Linked DNA regions of Mus musculus: region 2 is linked to region 1. A link is a contact called in public promoter capture Hi-C data. All regions are on one chromosome and are shown on one strand. Each heading gives the region's core, a stretch centred on a gene start, on an enhancer-like site or on the middle of the called end of the contact. The rest is flanking DNA. Distances are from core to core; before and after follow the strand shown. Region 1 overlaps Rapgef4 (Rap guanine nucleotide exchange factor (GEF) 4). Region 2 overlaps Rapgef4 (Rap guanine nucleotide exchange factor (GEF) 4).

The links. Capture Hi-C pulls out chosen DNA fragments and counts their contacts.
Region 2: a promoter capture Hi-C map of adipose tissue shows a contact between it and region 1. The contact joins two enhancer-like sites. A contact is called at or near these places in 20 of 39 promoter capture datasets (the 3T3-L1 cell line, 3T3-L1-derived adipocytes, the C10 cell line and 15 more), 6 of 484 Hi-C or Micro-C datasets (the HPC-7 cell line, cranial neural crest, liver and 3 more), 5 of 115 datasets of contacts at active chromatin or transcription factors (bone marrow-derived macrophages, cardiomyocytes, embryonic basal ganglia and 1 more) and 4 of 9 other capture datasets (adipose tissue, embryonic stem cells, liver and 1 more).

Annotation. Positions count from the first base shown.
Region 1 is chr2:72,035,615-72,043,571 of GRCm38.p6, reverse strand. The region is part of intron 3 of Rapgef4 (Rap guanine nucleotide exchange factor (GEF) 4); the gene reads right to left. Among named protein-coding and RNA genes, the nearest start is that of Gm29940, 15 kb to the left of the region's middle. Within about 2 kb of position 5,126, at least 83 of the 459 cell types and tissues checked have an H3K27ac peak or open chromatin away from gene starts, as enhancers often do. A contact at or near this core is called in adipose tissue, where this site is marked.
Region 2 is chr2:72,240,102-72,248,058 of GRCm38.p6, reverse strand. Rapgef4 (Rap guanine nucleotide exchange factor (GEF) 4) reads right to left here. Exons shown (of 31, transcript NM_001204165.1): 27 at 6,582-6,632; 28 at 5,738-5,825; 29 at 5,267-5,331. Among named protein-coding and RNA genes, the nearest start is that of Map3k20, 42 kb to the left of the region's middle. Within about 2 kb of position 5,033, at least 23 of the 459 cell types and tissues checked have an H3K27ac peak or open chromatin away from gene starts, as enhancers often do. A contact at or near this core is called in adipose tissue, where this site is marked.

The DNA of each region.
Region 1 (7,957 bases), core at 3,877-6,376:
CTCTAACTCAGAGATCTGCCTGCCTCTGCCTCCCAAGTGCTGAGATTAAAGGCCACCACCTCCCCACTACTGCAGAGACTTTGTAATAGTTACCAGGGACCCTTCGGGAGGATGCAGCAAGAGGGTTGTGAAGCCCTCCGTTGTATAAGAACTAGCTGATGCTTACAGATTCATCAGGCATCTTCCCTTCCTAACTGCTGTAGCTTTATCACCACGGGGTACACAGAGTCAGGCCTGGTCATGTCCAAAACTCGGTTGTGGTGATCCTGCCACCTGCACTGCTTGGACCAGTCCACAGTAACAGCCACCCAGCCACAGTCCATTGCTCACGTGCCCAACTCCATCCCGAGGATCCACACTGTCACCAGAAGTGAGTGTGTGATCAGTCCTTCCCAAGTCTTCTTCTTCATGTTTGCACCAGTCAAATTTAAAGACAAGAGCCACGTGTGACAGTACCAGCAGTATAGCACCTGCCTAGCATGCACAAGGGTCTGGATTCCACCCAGCACCGCATCCAAACTAACACACGTTCTCATCCTGAACTTCAGGCTGGGAACCCTCTCCTCCTTGTCAGAAGCTTCAAACTTCAGTTGCACGAGGTTCAGAATACTTTTTAAGAACAAATTTCCTTAGGAATTGGAATCCGGGAGGTCTTGGTTAAGCACTGAGATAATTGAGCACAGGGAAATGGAAGGGATCAGAAACTATCTGTATTTTCTAAAGACTAACCGACATTGGAATTTGAGTTTCCTATGGGCTTAGGGAAAAATTATCAAATAAATCACATCCGAACTTTCTCCTAAGCGTTGGGATTAATAGATTACTCAGCACACAGGTTGAAAGGCAAGATAAATGTGGGAGAATCTAAAAGAGACAGTTCCCCGGCATCCATACTACTGTCTCTCTAGATTTTCACAGGTCAAAATTCAAAGCTTGAACATCTCTGCCTGTCACTGAACATGTCTGTCTCTACATGTGACATGACATTTCTTTAAAGCCTGTTCATGGGCTACAGGTAGGCTCATATTGCCATGCTTATCGCACAGGGAATCTTGACAACAGTGTCTGTCTATTCTGTTGGCCTGCAGATTGCTCACTAAGGGCAAATGAGGGGGGGAAACGTGTTTTCAGTGCCACAGAGAATGAAGAATGCAGTCAGACCTTCTTGGGAACAGGAACAGCGGTGAGCAAATACCCTGGTGTGTATTAGCTTTGAGGACCTTTCAAACTAAAGGTTTGAAAACTAAAGAGTGCAGTGCCCTGGAAGGCCAGAAGGTGGCGTAAGATCCCCAGGACAAGACCTCTGCATGGATGGAAGTGGAATGCTGTCCCATGACGCAGTACCGTTCTGATCGTGATGTCTCTTTGGCCCGTGTTATTTGAACACAGCATGACTAGAAACAAACGCTTAATCTCTCCTGGGTGTTCCGATTGATGACAGAGGCTGAGCGAGATGCCTGGGATCAGAAGAGTTTCCATTTTTTAAGACTGTGGGATATTTGCATTACACACACACACACACACACACACACACACAAAATCGGGAGATACTTTGCAGGAGGAACCTCTCTCTAAACACACAATCACTTCTATGTCACATTTCCTTATGCACATTCTGAAAATAACTTCATGCAATATTCCAAACAAATGTGTACACACACTAAGCTGTGTTTTGTATATACATGTGTGTGCACACGTGGAGACCAGAGACAGGATCCTTTGAGACAGGGCCTCTCACTGATTTCAGCACTCACCAACTGGCTAGGCTGGCTGGCTAGCCATCTCCTGGGACCCACCTGCCTCCATCCCTCCCAGTTCCTGGAACCTACCAATGGTGTGGCCATGCCTGGGGGACTGGAGAGCTGAACTCAGTCCTAGTGCTTCTCTGGCAGGTATTTTATCGACCAAGTGATCACTCCATTCCCTGAACTGTGTCTGAATTACCTGTCATATCGGATCAGACGTAGAAAATTCCATTCCTAGCACTCAAAAGTTTCAGAATTTGAAGCCTGTAGGATTTTTGAGGTTAGGACTGTTATTACAGTGGTCCGCACTATCATCATTGTTATCGCTGTCTCAGAAGTTAGACAGATTCAGACTCTAAGATGCTCAGTATCTTATCCAAAACAGGCAGAGGGAGAACTGAGACTAGAAACTACTCAGTCTCTTTACCTCGCTGCAGACTTCCTGTTCCTGCCGATGCATTATTTGACAATACATCTGTAGACCGAGGGCTCTCAGGTAGTCATTCTGTGGGGAAAGTTCCGAGTGAACCTGGGTAGAGTCCAGCTCCCCGCTGGGCCTGCCTTCTGACTCCCTGACTTACCTAGGGCTGTTAACGCTTTGATAAAACACTACAGCCCAAAGCAACTTGGGAAGAAAAGGCTGTCTTTCACTCATAAAATCCTTATAACCATTCATCATGGAAACCAATCATGGCAGGAACTCAAACAGGGCAGGAGCTGTTGCAGAGGCCATGGAGGGCTGCTGCTCACTGACTTGCTCCTAATGGCTTGTTCAGCCTGCTTTCTTATAAAACCCAGGACCACCAGCCCAGGAGTGATCCCGCTCAGAACTGGCTGGGTCCTCCGGACATGAATCACTAATTAAGAAAATGCCCTACAGGCTGTCTACAGCCCCATCTTATGAGGCTTTTACTCCAGAGTTCTCTCCTATCAGGCGACTGCAGCCCGTGTCAAGTTGGCATACAATTATTCCACACAGTCCCTGTCCACATGTATACCTCAGTCTGCATGTACCAGTTTCTAAACCTGCCTGAGTCTTTGCCACACAAAACTACAGCCATCTTAGATGCTGGGACCAAACCAAAGGATGCCAACCAGCCTGTGGTGACAGGCACCAAACAAGAGGCAAAGGAGGTCCACACAGAGACAAGAGTCAGGCAGAGCTGATGTGGAAGGGGCCTGAACCTTGGCAGATCTAGATTACACTGCCTCCATGGCTTTGGCTCCTCTCAGACCTCTGTGAAATGGTCACAATGCCTTTAACAAGATCAGCAGCTGGAGAGATGGCTCAACAGTTAAGAGCACTGGCTGAGTTCCTGAGTTCAGTTCCCAGCAAGCACATGGTGGTTCATGACCATCTATAAAGGGACCTCATGATCTCTTCTGGCATGCAGGTGTACATGCAGATAGATCACTTGTATACATTAAATAAATAAATAAATGTTTAAAAAAGATTAATAGCAGAACACATCTTAAACATTTCTGTATTGGGGGGGAAAGCTACCGTGATACATATACCATAGCATGCCCGACGAGGTCATTGTGAGAAATTATAAGAGTTGGTTCTCTTTTTCTAGCGTGTGGGCTTCAGGACTTGAACTGAAGTCACCAGGCTTGGTGGCAGTCACCTTTACTGGCTGAGTCAGCTTGCCAGAATTAAATAGATAAAAAATAATACAATATAATTCCTAACTCAGTCACATCGCCACGCATGTATAGGTTTTCTACACTTCTAAAAAGCAAATTATATTTTTGCCTTTATTTAAACAACAGAGAACCTCTATAGTCGTGTTGTATTAAGCTTCATCTAATGATGGCTTTCAACACTTAAATTCCAAGTTTCTCTGTCCCCCAGTCTGGATGTCAAGTGGTTTGAATGATCTGCAAAACACTTGAGCTCTCTGGGGGAGCTTGTATTCAAAGAAACCCTCCTGACAATCCTGCTGTAAATCAAAGAATCCTTTTGTACTGCGACTAATCACCTCTTAATTTATCTGCTTTGTGCATCTGCATTGTGGCGTTCTCACATCTTAAAGCAGACATTCTCGCCAGAGCTGTCTCACATGTGTTCATACGGACACTGTGAAGTGGTCACGGTGGTAAGAAGGCCAGGGTTACATGTCACAATGTACGATCATGGTCCACTGAAACCTGGCCTGCGCAGATGATCTGGGGACATGAGCTGTGTCTGTGATGAACTCATGGAAAATGAAAAATTATCCTGTGATTCTGAAGAGTTATCAGACCTGTTAGCTATTCAGAATTTATTCATTTCTGTGTCATTGAGTCAAGAGTTAACAATCTTATTTGTGTTAGGTTATCTTTACGTGTATAGGTAGACTCAGAAGCATAAGTTCTTTAAAAGCTGATGTTTTTACAGGGTTCATTTCCAGCCTATACTTGCCACTAGGTTTCAAAGCTCTTGCATTTTGCTTCCTGAGCTTGAATTTGCTCCTGGAATTTATTGAGTTCTCTAAGCGTTTTTAAGTAATCAAATCAAATGGAACCCAATTTCAGAGTCTGTCAAGGCATCCAACTGCACGTGTGTCAAAAGGATTTACTGCCAAGCAGGAAGGCAAGATACTTCTAAGTCAAATGTGTTTTCTGGCAAGCGGCAACGGCAAGGCCGGTTCCTTTCAGAGCGTGTCCCTGGAATCGGCTTGTCGGGCAGCCGATGGACATCAGGCAAGCTCGCTGGGGCTGGCTTGCAGAGCACGGCCTGGCACGGGCATTTCTAACCAGTGCAGAGCTGAACTGGCCAGCACTGTGTCACCCGGACAAAGAATACTCAACAACAAAACTACATGTAGGGTGAGTTGTGCAGAATGCCAAGTCAACTAAATATCCATTCCTAATGAATAGCTCAGCCCCAGCCAGAGCTCCGGCGGGAGTCAGCAGTGACACCATCTGCAACCAGCTTGCCACCTTTTACGTTTTCTGGGCTTCGTAAAACTGTTCAGAAATGTGTTCAAGTAGTGTCTCCCAAAAATGGTGATGTCACTGAAAGGAAAGCGAACAGAGTGTGTGGCCAAGTGAAAGAATCAGGGAGAGGAAGCGGGGGAGAGGGAGGGAGGGAGGGAAGGAAACACACAGAGGGGGGGGAGCGAAAGAGGGAGAGAGGGAGGGAAGGAGGGTGGGGAGAAAGGGAGAGAGAGCTGTACTTCAAATTTAATAATCAAAACTGCAATGAACAAAGGCATCTGTGTTGTAAAAGCAAAGGCAGGGATGACTAAAGGTTTTCTATTTGACCTTAGAGAGAAAAACAGCAAGAGGTCTTTTTTTCAAAACCAGAGTAAAAATTGCCAGATAATGGCACAATGACAGATGAGGGGGTGGAATGAAGTGGAGACCAAGGCCAAGTGCAGCCCAGAATCTCTGCTCCAGTGAAATGGCTGAACAAAATTTAAACTCCTGCAGTTTCAAAATACTGGGCTGCAGTTCCTGGTTTTCATGTTCTAACACTGCCCTCTTGTGACCATTGCTAGCATTGCAGGTATGGGAGCCAACAGCTCTCCAGTCTAGGCAATCAACTTTTTATTAGTTAGCAGAAAACACCGGGACCCTGCTCATTCAAAGCTTTGTACTAAGTGCTTTATATACAGCGAGTAGGACCCACTAGCCTCAGTTCATAGCGTATCTAACTGTGCATAGCCATACCCAACCCAGCTGCTGGGTTTGTATCAAATAAAGATAACAGTGAGTGTTACAGGCTTTAGTGACATCATAAAGCACCATTCTCTATTTTGAAACATGAAAGTCAGTCAGTCTTTAGGAATTGATATGATTGGAGATTTCCCTTAGTTTAGGTGTTTCCAGAATTGCTAAAAAAGCATACATGTTTCTAGGATTTAAATATTTGTTATACCATAAATTCTCCTCACCTATAAAATCTGCAGGGAAAAGCAAGGCCTTGTGTACACACACACACACACACACACACACACACACACACACAGAGAGAGAGAGAGAGAGAGAGAGTTGAGTGCTGTTGTCTAATATAGTAGGTATATATGCCTACTTTAAGGTTTACTATCATCATCATAATCACCACCACCATCATCATCACTATTGCTATTATTTGTGTGTATTGTTTTGAGGGTAAGATGTCCCTGGAGATGCAGACAAAGTGTCACTGGGGAACTGGAGAGACTACTCCTAAACAAGATGCCTGTTGCCAAGCAGAAACCTACATGAACATGTCATGTCGGACACCATTAGACATGGATGCTGCCTGTAGGCACACCCCCTTGTTGGCTGGTCAAAGTTCTGTAAGATAGCAAAAAGAAGGGCCAAGGCCAGAAGGCTGTCTGAGAAGCTGGGAGACATGTCTCTGATGTGAGTGCACATTGCAGCGAGCTTGGTGGTGAGGAAAAATAAGCATGGAATAAAAACACGAAGATAGGCGTGAGGGTTTGCAGGTCTCTAAAAGCTCCAGGGCACAAGGAGTTGCGGCTCTGCATTTCCCAGGATGCTGAGGACAAACACGGTTGTTACAAAGTAGCAATGCGGGAACTGGGAACAAGAGCATCAGGTCTTGGGGAAGGTCTCTTGGTGGGAGGTGCTCCTGCTATCCAGAGGCTTACTCTCTCCCAGTCAGGTTGCTCTGGAAGCCTTCAGCTTGGGGGGTCTTAGCTGCCCAGAAATCAAGGCCACATAAGCAGGATGTGGCTCTGGGGTCCATCAGAAGTAGGAAGAATGTAACTGCTTGAGAAATGAGCTATGCAGATCTCAATGGGATTTTGTGTCATTTGGAGACAGAGGTATGTGCGTTTCTGAGTTTGAGGCCAGCCTTGTCTTCTATACAGTAAGTCTCGGGCCAAGCAGGGCTATTGAGTAAGACCTATCTCACCAACTAGTTCTGGCTGCTGACAGTGGGCCGGACCCCTGTGCTGGGGAGGTAAGCCATCCCTAGGCCTGAAGCCCAGTGGGCCCCATCCTCACCACACAGCGAAGGCCTGACACTGGCAGGCCCACTCACTCCCTGAATCATTTTCATACTTCTCTACAATGTGGGATCGGTGGATTTCTTTACTGTGATCTTAGGCATCCCGGTGGGCAGATCCCCTGGATACTAGTGAGACACCTTTGGACACTTCAATAGGCCACCACGCATGTTGACTAACTGATGGAAAAGGAAAGACTCAGGGATGACAGGGGGTCCCAGTGGTCTCTAGCTCTTCAGCTTTGCCACTCCATCATCCTAAGGAGACCATGACTTCTCTGTGGACGAGCATGACGAAGCATACCTGGGCCAACCTATGGGTGGGCTCAAGCCACACACACACACACACACACACACACACACACACACACACACATACACGGTGTTCCTAAGCTCCTGGCACAATGTGAGTGATGGAAAAGGAAATAGCATATAGAATGGTCGGAAGGTAATAGGAGTTTATGAGGCAAATAGAATATTTATATATGCATTCTTAACCTCCTGGTGCCTCATGAAATAGGGTAACTTTTTCAGAAAAAGAAAAAGTATCAAGTCGATAAAACCCAATAAATCTATAGCACAAAAAATACTATGCCTGCCTCTTCAGGGGCACCACCACCCACTCCTTCATCCGAGTCAGGATCCTTTCTTTCTCCCAGCTGCCCACACAACACATCGACATCCCTTCTAACAGTTACGCCTCTACCCTGTAACCTACCGTTGTCCGTTTTCTTCCCTTGTCCATCCCACTTCACCGCTTGGGTGTGCTATGGAATGGAGAACCACGCTGATTTAACCGCACATCGCAAAATCTAAGAGGTGGTCAAGGATGAGTGGGTGGGTGTGTTGGTGAAGGCTTGGGACTATGAGCCTGCATCACAGGCAGAAGACAGGATCGGCTTCTCCCCACAACTGTGATGCCAGCTGGCCTCACTTCTATCCTTCCCTCTCCCCAGCCTTCGGGCACCATTGTTGGCAAGGACATAAGCCCCAGAGTCACAAGGAACTGGCTGCCCCACCTGACCCGCATGAGCACTGGGAAAAAATGAGTCAGCGCTTCCAAGAGATCACAGGTCTTGCGCAGGGCATGGCCACTGCGATGCTTGTAGGATGCTCTGTGCACAGCCGCCTGTAGGAGGCACTCCTACGCCAGAAGCCTTTCTTGCTCTGCTCAGTTCTGGCCCAGAAAGCATCTAATGTCCCCCACACAGGGGTAAAACTGGGGTGCATTTGAGAGCTTGACACTGTATCCTTTCTGACTTGGTGAGAA
Region 2 (7,957 bases), core at 3,784-6,283, 200 kb before region 1:
TTGCCACCACGGGCTCCCGACCTGATGCTGAGGAGGTACAGGCTTACATGTCTAGTGTTCAAAGTTCAGATTCCAGGCCTCCAGGCAAGCTCACCTGACACTGTAGGCTCCGACACCACCAGTCAGCTTCCCTGGGCTTAGGCCTTTTGGCTCCTCAGCTAAGAGCTCCCTGGTGAGGAGCAGCTCCTGGGAATTAGGCCTCTTCTGACAAGTGCCTGTTAGAGCTGTTTTTGCTTCTCCTTCTGCTGACCTCTAAGATCTTGAGCCTTCTTATTCTTCTGATTTTGATTTTCGAGTAAGATCTTGCTATAGTCTTGGTTGGCCTTAAACTCGTGACCCTCCAGTGCCAGGATTACAGGCATGCCCCACACTCAGCACCACTATTGCTCTTGCTTGCCTGGCTCTCTTGTCTCTTCTGCCATTTCTGTTTCTACTGCTTTGAATCTCTCTCTGTCTCTATGTCTATCCAGTGCAGGCTCTGTATCCATGCCTAGCATGTATAAACTTTTACAATGGTAATAATTTTATTCAGACTGCTATATCTTCAAGACAAGAAACTCTTTCTTTCTCCATAAGTAGGTGACGAAATAGTCTTTCTACTTCAAAGATTATGCCATGGTAGCAACCACTGGATGTGTGCAGTAAGGCCCAACTTCCTGGAACTCAGCCAGTCTTCACTGTAATAATTCCTGAAGAAGCCTGAGCATTGTCTCCAGTGGTGGATCTTTATAGCCAAAGGATTTGTGACAAACCAACACTCATCTACCATCCACAACATCCACAGTCTATTGTACATAGGAAGGCCATGGGGCATCACAGTTCAGACACACGTGGAGTGCAGTATGCTTCTCTGAGCACACTGAAGGCAAATGGAAGGACACTGAAGGGCAGAGTACCAAGCAGAGAAGAAAAGGAAAGAGGATTGCCCATTCAGGAACAGAAAGCTAAGTTAAAACATCGTCCCAGGACGAATCTCGGTTTTGCAAAATGCTACAGGACACCCTCATTAATTCAATTTCTAACAAGTAGAAAATGCTTCTGGGTATTACAAAATCCTTTTCAAATGCCCTCCTTCATCAAGTCTAGCACTGGAATATCACTGGACTATCCTTATATTTAATGCATACCTGGAATATATGCATACTATTTCTTGCATACTTGGAATATACCAGACACATTTATGGATGATGTTTGTGAGATATCAGTGGCCAACACAGAGAAGATTCCTCCCTGGTCTACGGCCGGCCCTCGCCTTCTAGGGAGGTGGACAGATGAGGAAAAGCAAAGATGACGATCTCAGACCGTAAGAGCTGCTCTTGAGGCTGGACCACGAGGCAGAACGTTCACGTGAGTGAGCACTCACACAGAGAAGATGCACAAGCACAAACTGAACCAGGAAAAGGAGCCAGGCACCGGGAAACGGGGAAATAACACTCAGGCAAAGGACCCAAGGCTGCAATGGAAAGAAAGAGGATGGCTTTGCCAGCTTGGGCTATCTACAGAGCTGAAGTCTGAGACAAAGCCTGACGGGTCTCTGGGGCAGCACGCTGGATCTTACAATGTGACTGTACATAGTGTGGTTTTGTCTGCTGCTGACATGGCTGCAGGAACTTCCCACCACCAGCTTCATCGGTGCATGTCTTTACTACTCTCATGGCCTTCGTTTAATATATCTTCTGTTGTTTTTTTTTGTTAACATTTAATATTTTATGTGTTTGTTGCTTACCTTTACAGCAGCATACAGTGACATCCTTTGCCTGGGCACTCTCATCCGTTCCGTCGCTCTGTTCTAGCGTACATTTTAGGGAAATGTGCATTTGTCTTGGTCTGTGCAGTCTATATAAAGTGTAAATCCCCAAGGTATTCCTATAGATTTGTTTTGGATTGAAAAGGTCTTGGGGACCAGGCAGATTTGAACACTTAGATTTTTACCTAAAGATTCTTTTTCCATAGCTCCAAGAAACAAAACCAATGATCCCCAGGAGCCTTTTAGGATATTACTGGCGTTAGAAGCCACATTGTTGCAAGTTATAAGGGCATGCCTAGAAATGCCAAACCGAAAGGACTCAGAACATTTCTCTTCTTTAATAAGCTCCGTTCATGTTTCCAGAAGTCTAGAAGTTTCCTCCATGGCTCTCATTCCAGAAAAAAAAATAGGTACTTCAAAATCTTATTCTTAAGTAAATATACCTAAATATGGGTATGTCTGAAATAGAATCAGCCCCGTGGTACAGCAGTGCTGTACCTATCAGCATGCTCTCTGCAGCTGGGATAGTGGCAAGCGGCCAGTGTGTTATCCTCTAATCCATTGCTAGTCTACCTTCTGAGTGTTATAAATATTCATACATGCCATAGAAAGCTATAAAGGGCTTTATTCAAACATTTTTTTGAATACCCCTTTATGTTTCCCCCAAAAGAAAGAATGCCTGAAAATAATTTTTTTTTTTGCATAAGGATAAGAATGTGAGTTCTCTTTTGTTCATACTCAAAAATCCTGAAAGCCAATAAGCAGTAAATTCTCTAATCCTCATTTCATACCTCAAGGGTGAAGACGCTGAAAACACAAACAAACAAACAGCAGCGTTGGCACGCTGGCTTGCTGTGCCTATGGAGGCCAGCACCACAGAAAGGTGTTGGTGCCCCTGGCTGCCCTTGGTGACTTCTGCCCCTGCCAGCGGCTCCCACTGGGGACACAGCCCAGCGGGTCCACACACACAGACTGCCGACCCTGCTTGTACCTGGTCTTTGTTGACGGATGCCTGACAAGAACTTAGAGCATACAACATGTCTTTCTCCAAGGCACTTAGGGCTAACTGTAGATGAGGGTGACGGTTAGTGGTGCCCAGAAGAAAGGTGGGCCAGCTGGTGGGAGAAAAATGCTGGAAAGCTAGCCGACACTAATTGATCAATGTTGACTGATAATGTCATGTTGATCGGTCAGGTTTAGAAAGCCAATCAAATCGATTTTGATTTGAACTTCTACTTAGTTTTCTACTAAGACTTAACTTGTGGAAGGACATTTCTGAAATGAATCTGTCTGGTAATATGATTTATCAAATAAAATAAAGCTTAGAAAGCTGCTGGCACAGAGGGCAAAGAGTGCTTTCCCAAAATCTTCCTCTCCCTCTCCTGCATAGCAACAGAACCCTTGATTTTTAGTGAGACGCACTGATCCCCCAAATGAGGGCTAGGATGCAGATGTGACGGTGGGCCATCATGGACCGCGTGAAATCGGAAGAGAGCCGAAGCCAGGGACCTTTGCTGTTCCTCAGAGTGGAGCTACCATATTCACTTGAGACTTTGAAGTGAAAAGAAATAAACTTTCTGTGTTTCTAAACAATTATCATGATGTCCAACTGACTAGGGCTTGTGTGTCACAGCTACAATGCTAGCTTAAACCATTCGGTGGCTACGAAACAAACGTGGCCACCCAGAAAGCAGAACAGTTAGGACCTCCTCCCGGACTGCCTAACAGGAAGGAGTTCACTACTGTGATCCTGGGGTACATGAGGAGCCTCCTCCTGGTCATCTTGACTTCCTCTGCAGGCTGTGGAGAGAAAATGGCTCTAGAAACTCAGAGATAATCCTTAGCCGAAACTCAGAGATAATCCTCATCCGATGGCCGGCACGGTGAGCACTGCCTTGCTTGCTTGCTCGGGGCCACACAGTTCATATGAGCAGTCTCAGGTCATAAAGTCATCTTATTACTCTAGGAATCCTAAGTCCCACATCTCTGTGTCTGAGTATTTTATAGCTCAGTGGTTGGCTTGGCTGCCTCTAGGTCTGCATAAGTGGCTCAGAATCCCTCCCTTCCTTGAAAATGCTTGGGAATGTTTAATTCTCTATGCTAACAAGTAAGCAAAGAATTATTTCTTTTCATTAAAAAAAAAATCACCAAACTGACACCATAGCAGGGATGTTCATGTCCTACCTTTGGTATAGGGGGGAGAAACCACTGAGAAACCATTTTTACCCATGGGTGCAGTGTCTTTGAGGAGTGTGTGTTTATATCTGTTTCCTCAGTCTAAAACAGTAGGATCTAACCAGCCAACACTGTGCACCTAATTGTAAACTCATAGAGAATGAGGTTTAGCCTGAGCCAATGCACAGTAGGGTGTTTCAAATTCTTTGGAGCCCATGCACAGTAGGGTGTTTCAAATTCTTCTGCAGATGTATACACTAGCTTGATTCCAAGCAACAACGAGAATTTCAGGTCTCTGATAAGAACTCTCTAGTACTTTCTGACTTACAAGAAGACTCATGCACCAGGACCATCCATCTGCCTAGAGACGAATAAAGCAGGATGAGCCCCCAATTTTTTGTTGAGGAAACAGATTCACACAGAAGATGAGGAACAAAGGGAACTGGGTATTGACCCTAAAGATCTCCTAAGTTCCAAAGCCAGAGACACGCTTGCACTGTAAAACCTAATTTTGGGCAAATGTATACATCCTGGGAACTGAAGCTCTACCATTCCCCGTCTCCAGGATGCACACAGGCCAGGGATTTGGAGAAACTGTGGCATTCCATTGACATGGACTGTGTAGCTAAAGAAAGGCTTTGGCAGGGCCTGCTTTATTGCTTCACAGGAGATAAGAAAACAAATTTCGAAGTACCTTTGCCAGACTCCCTCTTCTCTGGGTGGGGGTGGGGTAGATAGAGGAGAAGGGGCTGGAAAATATGGAATATGAAAGTGCCAGCTTCCCATTTGTTCCCAGCATTTCATTGTTGTTATTGTTATTGTTGTCGTTATGGTGATCTCCAAGTCTCCAAGTCCCCTCTCTGAACTTGAGTGAACTTTATGAGACTAAGTAATACACTCTTAGATTAATACCCTACAATAAAGATCGGCTGTAGTGCTGCCTCTTTACCTACATGCACTCCAGTCGGCCCTGGCAGATAAACATTTCAAAGGCATCCTGGGGCAGTCTAGCTAGCTGCACAAACCTTACAAAACAACGAGAAACACAGAAGTCACTCTTGAGCGTTCGTGCGTTTTAACAACAGGCAGCGGAGGGACAGAAACACAAGGCATAAAAGCCAACTGCTGCTGTGAGCCCCAGCACAAATACCATTCAGCTCCACAAAAGAGAGCTGACAGCAAAAGACGGAGCCAATTTGAACCAAATGTTTCAAAACTCCATTCTGTGTAACTACCTTTGTAACATGGCAGCATACACAGAAGTTATTTGCCTTATTAGTACAAATGCAAATTTCATTTTAGGAAAAAAAAACATTGTAGTTAAGGTTATAATACTGCACGTACCATTTTTTCAAAGTTTACTAGATTGTCAATGAACGTCTTGTTCCCCTCATGAGTAAATGTCATATCTGTAAAGAAATAAAAGCCACATTCTAGTCACTAACAGAAATATGTCACACTAAGAAAGTACAATAGCACCATTAGCATATGCAGGTAGATTTGCATAACATTGTAGTTGGAAAAGCTGATAATAGTTTCTTTTATGTTAGGTGTTTAACTTTCCAAATCACTTTACCTGAGGTTAGTAAAATCTCTACCCGTAAACCCTTTTCACTCCAAAAGCTTCAAAATCATGGGCTTTTCATATCGCTGTGTTCCCACCTTCCCACTCCTTTAAGAGACTGGGGCCCAAGAGCAGGAGCCCAGGGAGATGGAAAGACAGAGAACCTTCTGGTGCGTGCCCCTCCCGCCTGGCCTGGCCCCTCCCACCTGGCCTGGCCCCTCCCACCTGGCCTGGCTGTGCCTTCGGATTACCTTTAATAAGCAAGGGCATGAAAGGGATGAGAGGGGGCTCCAGCTTGGCTGCTGTCAGCCTGTATGCCCTGTGGTTTCTGGAAGGATCCTTGGGAGAAAACAAAAGTGTTGAGTGACGAGTGATACATGCCACGCCCCCTTTTTAACCTCCGCAGCACACAAAGCATCCCACAGCTGTGTGTCTTTGGGGATGAGATACTCTGGGAGAAAGGCAGATTTAAACAGGTTTGGTTTGTTTTAAAAACAACTTCACATGCTTGTGAGACAATACTGTGCTGTTTATTTCTGTTCTGGTTTGAAGGCACCCACAGGCGCCAAGGGGAGGCATCCCTCTGAATACAAAAAAAAACAGTGTAAAACAAACCTGGACAGATCCCCGACTCAACGATGCCCCACCTCCTTCCCAAAGCTCGGCTCCCTACCCCATGCTCTGGCATAGCCAGTCCTAACTTGCCCCCTGAACCGTTCCTTGCCCGGCAGCAAGACCCAGTCACCACTTTCCTGTCTGGTAACACCTCCCAGACAACGGGGAGACATAATTTTGGCAAGCCAAGAAACATAGCTCCAACCCATAGCCACCTGAGCGGTGTTAGGTGGGACCCCATCACACTGCTTTGCTAACTTACACAAATTGACCTTATGTGGGACATAAGTCCTCTTTAAGTTAGTTCCTGAGGGGGCCATTCATTAGTCAGACATGCTTGTTTTAGCAGCACTAAAAGGGATCATAAACTTCTTAAAGTCATACAAGGACGGATAAAATTTCTGCAATGAGAACTTGAGCTAATCAGAAATTGGATTAATGCGGACAGTGAGCAGAGTAAAAGAAGCTACTGTCACTTACCATCAAGCTCTCAAACTCCGCATAGAACTTCTTAAACTTGCTCGGCAGTTTCTGTTAATAAAATGGAAATGACACACGCATCTGTCAGAGTCTATATCTAGATATGGAGTGTGTGCTACTGTTTCTAAGGGAAATGCATTTCCTCTGGCTGTCCTGGAACTCACTCTGTAGACCAGGGTGGCCTCGAACTCAGAAATCTGCCTGCCTCTACCTCCCAGGTGCTAGGATTAAAGGCGTGCGCCACCAGTGTCTTGGTAGTGGCCATAGCCAATCCAGGGGAAGGGTAGCAACACCAGCAGCCACTTTTGTTGTCACAGCTGCGGGGGGGTGGGGGGGGTGGGGGGGGAGAGTGAAGATGGGGGCGGGAGCAATAGGAAGTGCTTCTGAATACAGTGGGCGTGGCCAGAGAAGTTAGTTCAGTACCCTACAGTGCACAGGCAGTCCTCCACCACAGGGATTGGTCCTCTCAACTGTCCATAGAGCCAAGGCCAGCACTCTTAGCATTTCATCTCAGGTGGGGGTTGCTCCCCGCTTCAAGCCCCTCTTCTTGCTGTGTGCTCCTGTATCTCGCCTTTTGTCCACTGACTGACTGACACTCATTCTACTGTCTTCTGATACCTTGCACCATTCCTTCCCCTGTTCGTGTGGCTACACTGGTGCTCACTGAAGCTGTGTGAGATGTCCTTGGAAAGCTTCCGTCAAACACAGAGAAATGACCCAAAACAAAGGAGCTCGTGAGTGCCAGCTCAGCATACAGAATTCCATGATCACACTCCGCCTCAGAAAAGAAATGGCTTATACATTATAAAAGGCGAATCTTTTCTGTCAGAGACACACGGTGTCAGAAATAGAAGTTCGTAGACTTGTGGTCCTCTTATACCTGTAAGGGACTGGCCAATGAGCTGTCTTCTTCATGACAATAAACTGGTCATTTATCTGGCTGCACCTTCCCTAGGGGCCTCTGAGGCAGCACGGAGGGCTCAGAGTATCCAGTCTCTCTGCCTGGCCGCTGTTGTGTGGAGCCTACAGTTGGCCTCCATGGGCCCTCAAAAATCTTTACAACTTTTTTCCCCTCCCTGACCAACTGATTTGGACTCTGTGTGGGGGGCTCAGAAGCCAGAGATTCCCCCACTGGGATGTGCAGACTCTCAGAGGGGAATCCGAGATCTCTCGAGACTCCAGGTAGCTTGGGCAGTGAGACACAGGCACTACACAATGGTCTCGCTGTTTATTATTGGCACACCAACTCTGTTCTCTCCCTGCCTGGAAGCCGATCCAGCTGCGTGGCTCACAGGCCTCTCTAATTCCCTCATGCCTATATTCAGGGGATGAACTGCTGCGTGCTGCATCTGCTGGGAATTTTAAGAGAAACTCAA